Regions from separate parts of the Mus musculus genome. Here region 1 is linked to region 2. The links are chromatin contacts, called in public Micro-C maps. All regions are on one chromosome and are shown on one strand. The core of a region is the stretch at or near the end of the contact, and the rest is flanking DNA. Distances in the headings are between cores, read along the strand shown.

Region 1 (2,700 bases), core at 146-2,645, 85 kb before region 2:
TCTCACTATTATGAACACAAGAGAAATAAACATGGTTGTTCAAATACTGATACGAATGAATACAAAGTAATTTGTTTACTTTTCCAAGCATGATTACACTGTATCACATGGTATTCTTAGTTTGATATTATTTTTGGAAAAACAAAGCACTTATCTCAAAAGATGCTGCACATTAGGAGTCTATCAACACAGTTTTAGGTTTACTGCTTCTAATTTATCTATTATCATGTATAGATATTTTTTGTCATAAGAGTTATTGATGATGATAATTTTGGATAAGTAATACCTAATATTTTTGGTTTTTAGAGTAAATTTTCACACACAGGTCACTAGTGTTCCTACAACCCAGAAACCTCCATTCCTACTCGTGCCATTCCTATCTGATTCATTCATCACTTTTCCATTCAAATTTATGCACTTACATTCCTTTGTTTTAAAGTTGTTGTATCCACTTAGTGAACTTGGTATGTATGTGGGCATAAGAAACAGGTACATATAACTGCTATAAAAATCCTGTAGTAGAGACCTTATGGCCTACTTCCTAGGGAAAATTTCAGCAATGCATGTTCTCTATATTATACTTAATTTGCATGTCTTTTGCTCTATTTTAACTTATGTATTCTAAGCTTTAATCCCTACAATGAACAGTATTGAAGAACATGGACAAATGTGTATTGTTTCAAACTGATTAAAATATTTAACTTCATTATGTGTTGTAATTATATAAAAGTTGAAAATGATTCTAGCTTTGTACCGAAATACCAAAGATTAATAAATGCATTTTTTCTGATGGTGATAATGTAGCATAAAATATCCATGTTAGAGTATATTGAGAGAATATGAATTCATGAAACTATTGAGTAAAACCAAGACAGAATAAATTAATATTCCAAATGATTAAGACCAAAATATTTAACAATTACCTTTACCCTGTTCTCCTAAGAGAACAGACCTCATCTTAGAGGTTTTAATCAGTTTAAATATCACAAATCAAAAGTTTTGAATATTAGATGTACATTTAAATTCATCAATTGGTAAAATTATACTTAAGAAGTTACAAATTAAAATTTTAAGAAGAGGGCACTACAACATGAGGATTTTAATTAAAGGATTGTGGCATTGCAAATGTTGAGAACTACTCATTTAACTGGAGAAATATTTTCAACTCTAAAATCCTGGCCCAATGAATCTGTCATTTATATACTTGTGTATTCATTAATCGGCAAGAGGCAAAGTACTGTAACTATTGTATGTCTGCCACTCAGTTAATATTCACTGCTGATATTAAGGCTGGATAGCATAGTTAAGTATTCTCCCAAACCTTCTCTATATGCATGCTTCTAAGACCTCTTTACTATGGCTGCCAGGATCTATGCTTTGCAATGAAGCTGATGCAATCATGAAGACAAATTATAACATGGTCCTGGGACTTGGCTCTTGAGATATTGAATCAGATAATACCTAAAGTAAATATCACACTGACACTTTTTAATCTAAGTGTCAAATATTAGATTTGAGGGCATAAGCCTCTTTGAGCTTCTTTTCCTCCCTAACCTTTTGGTAGCACTTCTGTAACCAATATATACAATATCCATTTCAAGAGGAAAGAAAAGATTTGATGTGTAATTTGGAAGGTCTTCTCTGGAAGCTAGGTTAGTAACTAAATATCAAATAAGTCAGGTGTGTTTGCCAGTGGTCACCTAAGCTACTTTACACAGACACCAGAATTATGTTAAAATAGTAAATGTTATATGAGAAAATATGCTTCAAATATTTGTCTGTAAATAAATTTTTAATTAAAAATTAATGGAAAAAGGCCAAGACCATTATAGGTGGTGCCCTCCCTGGGCTTGTGTTCTTGAATTCTGATATATAACCAGTCATGAAAAAGTTTCTTCATCAGCTCCTGCCTACAGGTTCTTACCATGTATTTGTTCTTTACTGACTTCCTTAGATGATAATCAGAAATATAGAAGTACATATCAAATGTACCTTTTTTATCTACAACTTAGTGTCTTTGGTGATTTTTCACGATAGAAAGAGAAACAGTAACTAAAATAAACTGTTACCAAGAAGTTGGAGTACTATTGTGACAGAAAACACTGTGTTTTAAGAAGTTTTGTGGTTTTTTTTTGTTTGTTTGTTTTTTGTTTTTTGTTTTGCATGGGTGATCTTTCCATCTTCTACCTAGACATAGACTAACAGACTGGCTACATAAACAGGACCCAACTTTTTGCTTCTTACAGGAAACTTCAGGGAAAAAGACAGATACTACCTCAGTGTAAAAGGCTGGAACACAATTTTCCTAGCAAATCGTCTGAAGAAACAAGCTGGAGTAGCCATTCAAATACTGAAGAATATCAACTTCCAACCCACAATTATCAAAAAGACAAGGAGGAACACTTCATACTCATCAAATGTAAAATCTTCCAAGATGAACTCCCAACTCTCAATATTTATGCTCTAAATACAAGAGCATCCAAAATCATTAAAGAAACTCAAGTTGAAAGAAAGGTAAAATTTTAAGAACTGTAAGTCATATAAAGTACTCAGAAATTGCTAGTTGTTTGTGAGCCTAGATGCTGCCTGGGGCTGAGAAAAAAAGAAAAACAAACCCCCGGGCATGCCCCGTAGTTAAAACATTCCTGGGAACAGCTTGACCATAAAGATAAAGAGGAATGTGTGGACATAACAGGGCTA
Region 2 (2,761 bases), core at 258-2,757:
CTTGGCCCTTTGTAGGCTCAATGACCCAGTGTAGGGAAATGCTAGGGCTCTAAGCCTGGAGGTGTTGCAAGGGAGGGTGAGCTCCCATATATAATCAGGGAGACAGGGTATGGATAGGGGACTTAACTGGGAAAGGGGATAACATTTGTAATGTAAATAAATAAAATAAAGAAAAAAAGTGAAAAAAAGAAATTTCAATCAAGTTCCTCTCCTCATTCCTCAGCAAATGGTGGCAGAGGAGGGTGAACGTTTGGGACATGCAATAGAGTTACACTAATAGAAATGAGGATTGCTATACAGTACAGGGGTGACATAAATATAATCCCAGAGTGAATGTAGACACCTGAAAATGGGCTACAAGTTCTAAATCAGAAGATTTTTTATTAGTGAGATGGAAATTTAGCACATTAATTGATCCCTAATGAAAAAGATATCTCCAATTGATAACCATGACAAAGTGAAAAATTTCATGAAGAGTCTCAGTGAGTAGACATACTACAGTTAAGACTAGACTCCATGCCCAGAAATATATCTAATTTGAGTGAACTCACTAATACATTTGGATGTTTATTATAACATATATATTATATAATACATTCTCTGTTCAACATTTAAACCAATACATATTTTGTTTATATTACATTTCATATGAGTATGTCTATGGGATTTCCTTAGCCCCAAACCTGTGTCTTCCTGTCTGTGTCATCATCTTGCTATTTGACTCTTCATTTTTGATTTTTTTTTGTTCATTTACTTGTTTTATTTAATATAACTTTATCTAACTTTATACATCTTATGTAATTATCTTTTTGATATCTATTTATTTTCTAATGAGAGAAATCAAAAGAATATGAACTTAAGTGATGGGATATGAAAAAAATCCATATGGAATTAAAATTCCCTAAAAAACAAACAAACAAAAAAAATATCCTCCTGGTCCATGCTCTAACTGTTCCACATCCCATATCTGCTCCCTGCCCCACTGTCTCCATGAGCATCTTCCCATACCCTACTTACTACACCAAACCTCTAAGCTCCCTGGGGCCTCCAGTCCCTTGGATGTTAGCTGCAATTTCTCTGACTAAACTGAGACCCACAAATCATCTCCTGTATATGTGTTGGGGGCCTCATATCAGCTGGTGTATGCTGCTTAGTTGATGGTCCAGTATCTGAGAGATTTGGGGGGTTAAGCTTATTTGAGATGGCTCGTCCTCCTACAGAGTTTCTTGAGAATGTTGAAAACTACTAGATTAAAGGGAATAATATTTTACACCATAATGGACTTGGCCCACGATTCTGTCATTTGAATACTTATGCTTTCATTAGCACAGACCTAGGCAAGGAATATTTACTATCATAGTTCTGCTATCCTAGGTCTGCCACTCAGTTGTCAAGACTTCTGGTCTCAAGGCTGGATTGCATGGCTAACTATACTCCCAAGCCCATGTGTATGTTCATGCTTCTAACAACTCCTTACTATGGCTGACAGGATTTGTGCCTTCCCCTGAAGCTGATGCAATAGTGAAGAAACAATATAACATGGTCCTGTGACTTGGCTCTTGAGAAGTTGAATCAAATAATACCTAAAGTAAATATCACACTGTCACTTTTTTATCTAAATGTCAAATATTACATTCAAGAGCATAAGCCTCTTTCAGCTTCTGGTCCTCCCTAAACTTTTGTTAGCTCTTTTGTATCCAATATATACAATAACCATTTCCACAGGAAAGACAAGATTTGATGTGTAATTTGGAAGGTCTTCTCTGGAAGCTAGGCTAGTAACTAAATAGCAAATAAATCTTGTGTGTTTACCAGTGGTCACCTATGCTACTTTACACAGACAACAGAATTATGTTAAAATAGGAAATATTATGTGAGAAAATACCCTTCAAATATATGTCTGTAAATAAATTTTAAGTAAAAATTAATGGAAAAAGGCCAAGATCATTATAGGTGGTGCCCTCCCTGGGCTTGTGTTCTTGAATTCTGAAAAAAAATCTAGTTCAGCCAGTCATGAAAAAGAAGCCAGATGGAAGGAAGGACCATGCAGAGACTGCCCCATCTGGGGATCCATACCATAATCAACCACCAAATGCAGACACTATTGCATATGCCAGCAAGGTTTTGCTATATGACCCAGATATAGCTGTCTCTTGTGATGTGATGCCAGTGTCTGGCAAATACAGAAGTGGATGCTCACAGTCATCTATTGGATGGAACACAGGGCCCCTAATGAATGAGCTAGAGAAAGTACCCAAGGAGGTGAAGAGGTCTGTAACCCTATAGGAGGAATAACAATATGAACAAACCAGTACTCCCTGAGCTTGTGTCTCTAGCTGCATATGTAGCAGAGGATGGCCTTATCAGTCATCATTAGGTGGAGAGGCCCTTGGTCTTGCAAAGATTATATGCTCCAATACAGGGAAATGCCAAGGCCAGGAAGCAGGAGTGGGTGGGTTGTGGAGCAGGGCAGGGGGAAGATATAATGGAATTTCAGGATAGCATTTGTATTGTAAATGAAGAAAATACTTAATAAAATTGTTTAAATAAAAAAAATAAAAGAAGGAGAAAAAAAATCGAAAGAAAGGAAAAAAGCCAGTAAGAATCACACATCAATAGTTTCTTCATCAGCCCCTGCCTGCAGGTTCTTCCCATGGGTTGGTTCTGTATTGACTTACTTAGATGATAATCAGAAATATAGAAGTGTAAATCAAATACATGCTTTTTATCTACAACTTAGTTTCTTTGGTGATTTTTCATT

Evidence for each region. Hi-C and Micro-C count contacts between places; a contact is called where the count stands out from the background.
Region 1: a Micro-C map of the AtT-20 cell line shows a contact between it and region 2, with 2.3 times the contacts expected there. The contact joins two enhancer-like sites. A contact is called at or near these places in 1 of 39 promoter capture datasets (embryonic stem cells) and 11 of 484 Hi-C or Micro-C datasets (the AtT-20 cell line, the G1E-ER4 cell line, cardiomyocytes and 4 more).

What each region holds. Positions count from the first base shown.
Region 1 is chr17:38,576,841-38,579,540 of GRCm38.p6, reverse strand. No RefSeq gene overlaps it. Among named protein-coding and RNA genes, the nearest start is that of Esp34, 24 kb to the right of the region's middle. Within about 2 kb of position 1,395, at least 1 of the 459 cell types and tissues checked has an H3K27ac peak or open chromatin away from gene starts, as enhancers often do. A contact at or near this core is called in the AtT-20 cell line, where this site is marked.
Region 2 is chr17:38,491,542-38,494,302 of GRCm38.p6, reverse strand. No RefSeq gene overlaps it. Among named protein-coding and RNA genes, the nearest start is that of Esp34, 61 kb to the left of the region's middle. Within about 2 kb of position 1,507, at least 1 of the 459 cell types and tissues checked has an H3K27ac peak or open chromatin away from gene starts, as enhancers often do. A contact at or near this core is called in the AtT-20 cell line, where this site is marked.